2 separate regions of the Ovis aries genome follow, and region 1 is linked to region 2. Evidence: chromatin contacts called from public Hi-C data. All regions are on one chromosome and are shown on one strand. The core of a region is the stretch at or near the end of the contact, and the rest is flanking DNA. Distances in the headings are between cores, read along the strand shown.

Region 1 (5,866 bases), core at 1,782-4,281, 220 kb after region 2:
CCGCTTTGTAGGTGGATTCTTTACCAACTGATCTACCAGGGAAGCCCTTAGAAGCCCTTGGTATCTTATTCAGAATGCTTATAATAACATGTGCTTTGCTATCTGTTCAGTAAATAGGAGCTTACTGATACAGTATCTTTATAGCTTTTTGAGATTGTGCATTTATATGGAAAATCTGATGAATGCTGACAACCCAAAACAATGATCCTCAAACTCAGAACTGTCTACTTGAGTGATTACTAAAATGCAGATTCTTAGGCACCTAGGCCACCCTGAGATACAGTCATAAGATTTTTGGTTTGTTTTTTCTTTAAAGCAATTGTCCTAGGGGATTTTGATAAAGTGGTATAAACTTTTTGCTGCTGCTGCTAAGTTGTGTCAGTCATTTCCGACTCTGTGCGACCCCATAGACGGCAGCCCACCAGGCTCCCCTGTCCCTGGGATTCTCCAGGCAAGAACACTGGAGTGGGTTGCCATTTCCTTCTCCAGTGCATGAGAATGAAAAGTGAAAGTGAAGTCACTCAGTCGTGTCGGACTCTTAGCGACCCCATGGACTGTAGCCCACCAGGCTGCTTCATTCATGGGATTCTCCAGGCAAGAGTACTGGAGTGGGGTGCTATTGCCTTCTCCGATAAACTTTTAAAAGAAATGTAAATCAGTAAAGGGTTTCCCAGGTGGTTCCGTGGTAAAGATTCCACCTACCGACACAGGAGATGAGGGTTTGATCCCTGGGGAAGATCCTCTGAAGAAGAAAATGACAACCCACTGCAGTTTTCTTGCCTGGGAAATCCCATGTACAAGAGGAGCCTGATGGGCTACAGTCCACGGGATTGCAAACAGTAGGACATGACACAGCAACTATACCACCACCGCTAATTCAGGAAAATTTAACTCTTATGTATTGGATCTTGCTCAAAATTATTTTAGGAGGCAAGTTGGGGGTATGTAATTATTAACCTCAATTTCTTAATCAATAGGGAAGTGACTTTTAAAAGTTAACAGGTTATTTTTTTGAGCAGTTCTAACTTTACAGAAACATTAAGGGTAGTGTCCCTATATTTGTTTCCTCTATTATGAACATGTCGTATTAGCACGGTACGTTTGTTACAACTGATGAGCCAGTATTGGAAAGTGACTTTGAAATGACCATGGCCAAGGCTGGGCTGCGGCTGGGAACCAAGCCATATCCACACCCTCGCTTGAACAAGCTGCCTGGTACTTTCTCTTGAAAGATGTTCTATACAGATTAACACCATAATGGCTGTAACTGCTCTGTGCCAGTATCTGAACACAGGTGGCAGCGGGACTCATTTGACTAAGCCCCGTGATTGGTGCCTGGGATGGTTGGTATTTATCCTGGCTCCATCTTAATTTTCTGTGCAACCTGGGACACAATCGTTAATGGCTTACATGTGTAAACCTGTGAAACAGGGCAATCACAGAGCACAATATCAAGTATTAGTTTATACCCTGACTCTTTCTAAAGGGAATGGGTACAACGATATTAATGCTGAAGAACTGCTCTGACACAGGTTACAAACAGGCTTGAGTTTTCACACAAGGGTGACATTCATTCATTCTCTGAAACAGTCTGAGGATATTTGAAAGCAAGGTGCTTTTATTTTCTCAACTGAAGATGGGAAGGACACCAATTAAAAAGAAAAACCCTATAGAATATAGTTTTACTCCAATATGATACAGTTTCCTCAGTAGTCTTAGGATAAGCCACACCTGGTCGTTAGGTGGAGCTGGCAGTGGCCTGAGTGGCTGGACACCTCTGGGCAGGCTTCCCAGGAAAGATGTCTTTCTGACTTGAGTTTTAAAGGATAAGCAGTTGCCAAATCCCCTAGAGAGAGTTTCTCAAACCACCTGTGGTTAAGAACCAGTCGTTTTTGTTCCCAATCTGCCAGGTACCAATAGGAAACCCCTGCTGTGCCAGGTATGACTCACCAGGAGTCTGACAACACCCAAACTGGTTTATTCTCGGTTCAGAGTCCACCAATCACGTGCTTCTATGTCGTGGTGTTTTTTACATTGCTACAAATGTTTTTAAACCTTTGCTCTCATTTTCTGTTACAGACAGGTTCCAGTTTGCAGAACAGCACAAGGCAGCTGAAACTTGCTGGAAATGCAAGATTATCAGCGCTCACTCTAATCAAGTCCAATCTGCATTTTAACCAGATTCCCAGGTAATTCCTGTGCACGCTAAAGTTCGAGGGATTGCCCTAGAGACCCCAGGACTCGGTATGGGGGTGGGAGGATTTGAGCTTTCACCCACTTCCACTTGGCTATCTGCTTCCTTTGGGTCAGTGGAAACGGTTACATTTTTTAAGGTGTAATTGGCCACGTCCTCTTCCAGTTCACAAAACTGAATTTTCCCGCCGCGACGAAAACTTCTTGTAACCTGAGTGCAGGAGAGAAACTCCATACGGGTAGGCGGCTTCCAGAAATTCTGATCAGCCTTCGTTCTCTGCTTTGATCTGGCCCAACAGCCGGGGCAGCTCCTCGGATCGCGCTTCCGTCCCCGGGGTCGATCATCTGCCGAGCTGCATTAATAAGTTCCACGTTGAGCCGGTTCCAGGGTCTGCTAAAGATCAAAGGCACACACACACACACACACACAAATCCCCCAACCCCTCCTCCTCCTCAGTGACTATTAGGTCTCTATCACCAGAGGGGCGTCAACTTCCCCTCCCCTCCCCACAATGGGGAGGGGAGGAGGCGGGGAGGTAGTCCGCTAAGCGCTAGGGCCCCACCAGCCTCCGAGTCTCCAAGCCCGCGGCGGCCCGAGGCGCGGAGTGGGCGGGGCTTGAGCGAAGTTGGGGGCGGGTCGCGCCGGCCGGGCGAGGCCTAACCTGGCGGAAGCGAGGGGAGGGGCGGGCTGAGGGCGGGGCTCCCGGAGGGGTAGGGCGTGGCCAACGAGCTTCTGGTGGGCCGGCTGAGTGGGCGGGGCTCAGCCGTGGGCGGGGCGAGACGAACGAGTGGGCGGGCCCGGACGAGAGGGCGGGGCGAGCCGTGCGCCCCTGTCCGCGAGTCTCGGTGTGACCGTGAGCCGGTGAGACCCGGGCGCCGGAATCCTCACCGCCGCGGCGCTCGAGCCGGGAGAGCCACCTCCGGGGCTCGCTCTGTGGCCGCTGTTCCCCTGCCCGCCCCAAGCGCCTCGGGCCGGAGCGCAGAGGGAGTGGGGCGCACTCTCCAGCCGCCCCCCGCCGCCCTCCCCCAGCCCGGGGGAAGAATGTGCCACCAGCTGTTCTCCGCTCGCGAGCGCTGCGCCCAGGAGTGAGGAACTTGGAGCCCGAGGAGACAAAGGCTGCAGTTGGGACGGATGCGTTAAGAGACTGGGGTTTGGGCAAACAAAAGGTGCGAAAGCCGAGAAGGGGGAGACGGAGATGGCAGCGGGGGAACCCCGCGGGCTCGAGTTTCTGGGAGTCGCGCCGTGACACGCATGGTTCCCCCGGACCTTGGGCTGCATTGACTTCCGCGAGAGCTGGGAGCCGGACTTGGGCAAGTTGGGGAGCGCACGGGGAACAATGGACAACTTCTTCCCCGAGGTGAGTGAGCTCGCGGCCGGGAGGGCGGGCGCGGGCTCCCTTCCTGCCGGGGACCTGGCCTCCGGGAAGGGAAGCGGTGCGCCCCCAGAGCCGCGCGCACACCCGCTACCGCGCGCGCTAAGCCCGAGAGGGCGAAACTTTCGGGGAGTCGCCAGAAGTCGAGCCCCGGGGTGGGGAGTCTCACGGCTGAATAAGCCGGGGAAGGATTTTATTTTGTCCCGCGCTCTCATTTGGCTCTGGGATGCCGCGAAGGTGAGCGTCCTGGCGCAGGGGCGTCTGGCTTACCGGCTGTCCCGCGGCGCCCCGGGCGAGGTGAGCCGGCGGACGAAGGGCCCCGACGGGAGGGCTGCCCGCCCCGCTGCCGGGGTGCGGGAAACCCCATGAAAAGGCTCACTGGGGACGTGCCTTTTCTCCAAGAAAGGTCTGGTCTGGTATTTCCTTTGCAAAACGTGCCGGCTTCCTGTGAGAGGGCGCAAACACTTCCAGAGGAGACGCTTAATGAAGTGTGAGAAGGGGGCGGCAAGCGTTCAGTCGTTGACTTGAGTTTTCGCCCGTCGGACCTTTGGAGTGTAGTGCTCCCCAAGAAGTGCTCCTTCAGGCTTTGAGATCCGGCTTTGAGATCATTCCAGAGCGTGAGATCAAAAGATCACATGTTTGTGCTGACTGTCCTTGGCAGATTTTGAATTCGAATGTAAAGAAAATCGTTTAGGGCGCACTTTGGTTATTTTGAGAGATGGAACTGATATTCCTTTTAGGGTCATTGAGGGCGGGACACCGCAGTTACTTGAAACCCTTGACTTGAGAACCTTTTTTTTTTTTTTTTCCCCTGGGATCGAGCGTTACTGTGGTTTCTTGGCTCCCTTTCCTTTCTTGGTTGTGTTTATTTAACAAATTCTATTTAAGTTTGAGGTTTAAAGTGGCTCAAAGTAAACTTAGTTAGCTTAAGGAGTCTGATGTGACTTTCATTGAAAGCCAGGGGATGTTTTGTAAACCCGGGACAGTTTTGGAAACTTCCAGCAATTTAGAGTTTGCCTCTGTATTGGCTATCTGGCTCTATCAGAGTTAATTGGATTTATTATTTCAAGTCATTGTACTCTCTAGGTGCCCACTTACCGTAATAGTCTAATGGCCAAAGTGATATATTCTTATGTAATAGTAATATCCATTTTTTTCCCAAAAAGTGGCTTCTCACGTGTGATGCCCACATTCATGATGAAAAAGTGAATTGGAAAGTAATCAATCATTCATTAATGCATATTTCCACTTTTGTTTTTAAATGAACACTATAACTGTGAGACTAGCGTTTCATAATCCATAGACCTTTGTTTTCATGCCTGTAAGAAGTCACCAGAACGTTCTGCAGGAGTTGCAGGTTAACCAGTGATGAAAGACCAGCGGGCTATGTTTAATTGCTTTCATCTGTAAGAAAACCTGAGGCTCTGCCTGCGGGACACCAATTCTTAACTTTTTTTTTGGTGGCAGGAAGGAGGCCCTTATTTTACTTTTGTGTTGTGAGTCTCTTAGGAAATTTGATCGGACATAGAATTTGTGTTCAATTTGTTGGGGTCCGGGTCCCCATGAAGCCTGTCTGGACCGCGGGGGAGACTAGTGACCTCCCCTTTGGAAGAACTCTGCCCCCTAGTGCACGTGGGGAGAACTGCAGGATAACGTGGAACAGCTGCAGCCTCCTGCCCTGATCCTACCCTTGGACTTGGAAATAACTCTCTCCTTACACTATACTTTTGTCTAGTGTAAGACCTGGTTGTTGGATTTTATATCCATGAGTAACATAATATTGAAGTTGGCCTTCAGTGATCAACTTCTTCATTCCCTGCCTGTCCTAGATGAAAAATCTTAACCCAAAGGTTTACCCTTGCCCAAGGTTGAATAGGTTGTTACAGAACCCACAGCCTTTATCCTCTGTTGCTGGTGACTTTAGTACTGGGGGAAATTTTTATGGGCTTAAAGTTATACTTTTACTCTTGTGATGCATTTGTATTGCAATGTTAATTTCTAATCAGAAATTTCTGATTAATTTCTAGTCAATATTCATTGCTAATCAGAGTTCCTCCCCTAACCATAGTTACTTTGGATGGGAAGTCAGCAGGGCCAGATCGGCTATGCAGTGTTGTGTTCTCTGGAAACATACTCCTCTACCGTAGATCCTATCTGTTAAGTATCTTATAACAGAGCACTCTTTTGTCAAATTGTCCAGCGAAGAACATCTTGTAATGTCCTATTAGAGCAGGAACAGTAAGTGTGGAAGTGATGTATTTCCAAGGACAGCAGATTTATAGGGCCTCTTGTATTGCCAA
Region 2 (5,932 bases), core at 2,444-4,943:
GAAACCATCCCCACCTAGACGTCCAGCATCCACCACTGTGAGAAAGTTAATTTTTCTTGTTTTAAGCCACCTACTTTGCTACTGCGTCCCTAGGAAGCTAATTATTTCTGTGAACTCAAAAACAGTAGGATGGAATTCTGGGAATGGCAATGAAAAGAGACTTAACTGAGCATAAGGTTTTAAAGAATTTTTTCCTATCACTTCCTTTTTTCCTTTCTACCCAATGCCAATACTCCACTTTCTTATTAAACATAAGATATTGTTTTTAGTTTTCTTTAAATGCACAGCTCAATGCTTTCTAGAGATGTCTGCGCTTTTTTCCTGCTGCATTTTATAGTTCTCCTCAAATACCTAAAAACCTCACAGACCAGATGGCATTTTTAAAGCACTTTGCTCCCTGGAGTTCCTCAAAGTATGACATGAGTATTCCCTTATTCTTCATGACATCTTAAAGGAGATTTTTTCTTTTTTTTAATCAACAGTTATTTTAAACCTCAGGAAATGTAGAGGCAAGTTAAGCATCTTGTCCTAAATCACATGGCCTTTCATTGGACGAACAGTTTGAGAGGCAGACCTCCCAGCTCTTTGTATACAGTAGTTCCCACTTATCCAAGGTTTCACTTTGCATGGTTTCAGTTAACCAAGGTCAACCACAGTCCAAAAATGTTATAAGGAAAATTCCAGAAATGAACAATTCATAAATTTTAAATTGCACACTACTCTAGGTTGCATTATGAAATCTCATGCTGTCCCTGGGTCTCACCAGGGATGTGATTCATCCTTTTGTCCAGAATACCTGCCCACTAGTATAGGGGAAAACATAATATACAGGATTTGTCATTATCTGTGGTCTCAAGCATCCACTGGGAGTCTTGGAATGATCCCTGTGGATAAGGTGGTGGGGTGGGGAGCTTCTCTGGTCTCTTTTAAATATTGTATATTTCTATTTTATACTTAATTATCTACCTATAAGAGGATAGTGAAGATATCCTTCAGAATCACGGTCAATCAGGAGTTACCTTTTGGGTATCTTTTCTGTGTTTTGGATAGAAATGTGTCTGTTGCTCTGGGAATTCATAAAACCTCAAGCCGCATGGACTAAAGTACGTGGTCATGTTCTTATCTCCCAGTATCTGCCAGACTTTCTTCTCCCTTCCTCCCCATTCCATCCTGAGAAACGGCCATGCCACCTCTCAGAATACGGGAAAGATCAAGCACAAGCCAGGTTAAGCCTCCTCCCCATCTTTCCTGCCTCCCCACATCCCTGGCACAGGAAGGTCATTAGCTTGCTGGCTCTGTGTGCCAAGATCATTCCAAATGCCTTAGGAAGCCCTCCACTCAATTCCCTCTGCTGTCCCCATTCCTCCTCCCAAAGAGCCATCTTCCAAGTCTGCCTCATGCTCGGACAGAATTCCTTATCCTGTTGTGACTCAGCAGGGTTGAGACAGACTGGAATTTCCAAAAGTCCCAGTTTAAGAGAAATCGAAGAAAGTCAAGGAAGCACAGAAGCACAGCTGGGTTTGTCCCGGGACTCCAGGGTCTTTGTCTGAGCTCAGGCACTGAACTCAGGTGTTGAAGGTCACCTCCTGGTGTCCTCCCTGCTGGACCATTCTCATGTGAGAGTGCCGCCCTGCTTCTCTGCCAAGAGTGTCCTAGCTGATCACCCCCCGGGATCAGAGCCACTCCTGACCCAGGGCCCAATCTCCAGATGAGAGGCAGACGGTAAGATCCTTCCCACAGGGAGTGGTTTAGTCCCATGTCCATCCTTCCAGTGGAAGAATTGTGAAAATATAACCTTAGAACAGGCCTGCCATTTATATGAGATAATTATCTATACAGCACAGCCTGTGTAGGTTTAAGGAAAATAAGTCATCTGACCAAGGCTGAAGGGTTCCACCTGGTGATACAGAAAGACAAGGACAGGACTTCCCCTGCAGTCCAGTGGTTAAGACTCTGGGCTCCCAATGCTTGAGGGCATAGGTTCAATTCCTGGCCAGGGAGCTGGGATCCCGCAGGCCACACGGGGAAATAAAAATTTTTAAATAGACAAAAGAAAGAGGCAAGGATATGATGGATAAGAAGCCAGTGACCCTGCCAGTGAAGTGTAGACCAGGACATTGTCATAAAGAAGTGGGATGGGGCGCGGCAGAGATGCCCCGATTCAAAGAAGGCAGGGATCGCTGGTGGGGAACAGCTTGGGTCATTCCAAAGAACACTGAAGTTTCCCCAGCTGGTGGGATTTGGGAAGGAAAACAAGCAGCCCAGTGTGATCATAGTTAACAGTTCTCAAGTTATGCCGGCACCATGCCAGTCGCCTCATATGGATCTTCTCACTGCATCCTTGCAACTACTACATGCTATATCAACCACCGTTATCTATCTGCGTTTTCCAGAAGAGTCAGCAACCTTAGAAACATTCAGGTACTTGGCCAAAGTCACGCGAACAAGTGCATACAAAGCAGAAATTAGAATCCAGGTCATCAGATGTTGCAGCCAGGGTCTTGACAGTATATAGGTATACACACACATACGAACAGAGTCGCATCTTAATTGAATTGGGGAAGTGGGAGGGAGCAATCACCAGGACATCCCAGAAGGAGACAAAAAGGAGGAAAGAGAGGAATTACACAATGTCAAGGAGTCAACAGATGGGGGATTATTTTCCAAAAGGAAGAAGAGTGATGGATTGCAAATGATTCGGGTGGGGGGATGGGTTGGGGAGAAGAGGGCTGACATAACCGTAAATCCCCAACCCAGGTGATGGAAAATAGAAAAGTAGAAAGCAAGCCAGATTTCAGTTAAGGTTTGCATCCTTGGAAAACTCTGAGGATGCAAAAGGGATTATCCACCTCATAGCCAGGACCCAGACAGCCCAATGGGACCAGCTGGCATGGAAGCAGAAGAGGAGTCAGAAGCCCATGGATGGGAAAGCCACAGAGCAGCAGGAGGCCAAGGAGACATGTTACCGGGGGCCGGCACTTGGATGATCCCTGGAGATGGCAGAGTGGCAGGCAGGATGGGACGTGCCAGCCTCCAGAAGCCCCGCAAGCATCCAGTCCCGTTGTTTCCAGTCCTCTGAGCCTCCAGGGCACTGGAGTGCTCGATCAGCTGGGCGCCGCCCCAGGTGGAAGGGGCGTCTTTGGGGCCACAGGTGCCTCGGAGAAGGAAGGAATTCTGCCCCACCAGCTGATGGCTGGGAGCTGCCAGTCCTGCAGGAGGAGAATTAGCTGCTCTAGGAAGCTTACCCTGGCGTGACAGAGGGAAGGTACAGTAATCTGCCTAATGTACATTCCTTTTTCCACTGGAAAAATCTGAAACAGAGAATAATTTGCCTTAAAGCATGACTGTTCCTTCTGCTTGTCTGGAAGGGGTGGGACACACAGTGACGCCAAAGAGCCAGACCTGTAGTATTTATGATAATTAAGACCCTAGAACCGAAGCTCTCTCTTTTGGCTCCCAGGTAAATTCCAGTATGTAGCAGCCACATAACTAATCTCAGGATCACTGGTGTTGGTCTATTTTTCTAACCTTCAGGTCTTGTTGCTATTTGGAAACCATCTCAATCAGCTGCTAACGATATGTCATAGACTTTCTCAACCGTCTTGTACTCTTGCCCTCTCTGACTCCTCCCAGGCTGAGCTGTGTTGAAATAGTTTTTGAGTGTGTTTAAAGTTCCAGGAAATATTTTTAAGATTTCCTTAAAAGATGAGTTGGAACTAAATGGAAGTCGTGCTTCTGTTTAGCTCTTCTCGAAGGTTCTGAGAACAGCCCCAAACGAGGGCCATGATCATTTTTTTTTTCTTGGCACTGTTTTCTCTCTCCTTTTCCTTGTTTTAGTACGGAAAGTTCCAAACTGGCACAACAGCCTGGAGGGAAGAATGATGACGCCCTAAGTATTCATCACTCAGCCCCAACAATTCTCAGTTCATTTTGGCCACTAGATTCAATAGACAGTATTCCTTTGCAAATGCACTGAAATATTGCGCCCAGTTTGGAGTACTATCCCCATTCCCTCCATATTTCCAAGGGGGCACTGAAATAGTGCTTAGCACAAATGGCAAACAACATGTTTTTGCAAACTTCTTAGATTCTGAATTTCAAATAGATTTCAAGGAAATCATTAGGGGATGGGAACTAGGGGCCTCCTTACAAGGGCACGGATCTCATTGTCATTTGCTATTTTGAATGTGACTCTAAAACAAAAATGATCCTTTATGCCAGGCTCACATTTTACTTGTTGGGGATTTTAACCACATGAAACAAATTCCAGTAAGAAGCTTTAAAAATTTCCCAGCTAAAGAAATGCTGATGGTGGCAGGATAGGGGCGGGTACAAGTAACTGAATTTCTGTAAACTTCAGCCAAGTCATGCAAGTTTACATTGCAAACTGTTGAAAAAGGGTCCATGGGAGATCCCTTGGAGGTGAGTCAATGGAAGCTACTCTAGAGGGAGTCAGACTTCTTGAATAAGGAGGAGAGATTGATCTGTTTGCTGAGTTTCTCAAAAGCAGAAACTTCCCTCCTTCTTTCTCTCTTTCTTCGTCTCTGTTTAAAGAGCCGGGTCTTGTTAAGAAAATGAGAATTTACCTCATCAGTATTAGCAGTCACACACTCTCTGTCTTCTGTTAGCAAGTGAAAGTGAAAAGAAAAATTATGAGCAGGAGCTTCCAATTCTTGCTCAAGATCTAGCTATATTATATATTTCCAGAGTCACTGGAAACTTTCCGTTGTGGGATATGGTGAACTCAAATGATAGCCTCCAAATCCTGACCATGTCTGTGTAACAGTAAACAATAGGTTTGGCATGAAATAGATCAGGGCTGAAATCTTGGCATCTGCACTTCCACGTGTATTCTTCCTTGGAACAAAATGTTTAAGACTTATCTCTAAAATAAATGCTGTCCCATGGAGGAGGCTAGATAGCTTACACACACACATACACACACACACTCCATATACAAATAGAAAGAAGGAGACCCATTATCTTGGGCCAAGACTGCCCTAGAAGGCTCCTTGCTAGGACCCTGAAATGGAAGAGTTTCTTCAAGGACCCCAAAGGTGGCTGCATTCACTTGGGACAACTTGTCACATTCGTGACCATCTGAAGAGATGCAAAAGAAAAGACCACCCTCTCGAGAGTTAGTGGCCTGGGTTTTATCTGTGCTCCTTCAGGGATTTAAACTGCAGGATTTAACGTTCAGCTAATTTCTTTAGCTCTGATGATCTAAAGGTTTAAACGCAGATCTAAATTCACGGTGGGCTATGAACACAGACCAGGGCTTAGCATCTGCTGGCGACAAGTCTTAGCTCCATGCATACAAGCTGTGTGTCCACGGGAATGTCACTTCACTTCTTCCACAAACTAGAGAGGAATGCCTGGGTCACAGGTTCTTGTTAAGGACTGCATCCTTTAAACATATAGAAAGTGCCTGACCTATGGCATATGCCATAATACTGATATTCTCCTTCCTAAACTGCTGTTATTTCAAACATCACAGGGTCTGAGAAGGTTGCCTCTCTGGAACACAAGAAGAAAATTTAGTCTAAAATATTTCCCACACTAACTTCTTACTCAGAGTAGAATGAAAATCATGGGCTTCCCAGGTGGTACTAGTGGTAAAGAACCCACCTGCTAATGCAGGAGACACAAGGGATGTGGGTTCAATCCCTGGGTCGTGGAAGATCCTCTGGAGTAGGAAGTGGCAACCCAATCCAGTAGTCTTGCCCAGAGAATCCCATGGGCAGAGAAGCCTGGGGATGTTCATGGGGTCACAAATAGTCGGACATGACTGAAGTAACTTGGCACACACACATGCCCAGAAAGAAAATTATGCAAATTTGGGTCAGTACCGCTGAAAAATGCACACGAGATCAAAGTATCGCATAGTTCGTGTCTTATGGGAGATATTTTTACATTTTTTTCCCCTTTGTTT

What was found. Hi-C and Micro-C count contacts between places; a contact is called where the count stands out from the background.
Region 1: a contact with region 2 is called in a Hi-C map of tail adipose tissue, with 4 times the contacts expected there. The contact joins the promoter of MYO10 here to the enhancer-like site in region 2. A contact is called at or near these places in 6 of 16 Hi-C or Micro-C datasets (blood, hypothalamus, muscle and 2 more).

What each region holds. Positions count from the first base shown.
Region 1 is chr16:56,396,260-56,402,125 of ARS-UI_Ramb_v3.0, forward strand. It overlaps MYO10 (myosin X), which reads left to right and starts at 3,032. Exons shown (of 40, transcript XM_060400564.1): 1 at 3,032-3,551. The coding sequence starts at 3,531. It overlaps LOC121816822 (a long non-coding RNA gene), which reads right to left and starts at 4,244. Exons shown (of 2, transcript XR_006056542.2): 1 at 3,837-4,244; 2 at 1,593-2,587.
Region 2 is chr16:56,173,883-56,179,814 of ARS-UI_Ramb_v3.0, forward strand. No RefSeq gene overlaps it. Among named protein-coding and RNA genes, the nearest start is that of BASP1, 39 kb to the left of the region's middle. Within about 2 kb of position 3,694, at least 11 of the 54 cell types and tissues checked have an H3K27ac peak or open chromatin away from gene starts, as enhancers often do. A contact at or near this core is called in tail adipose tissue, where this site is marked.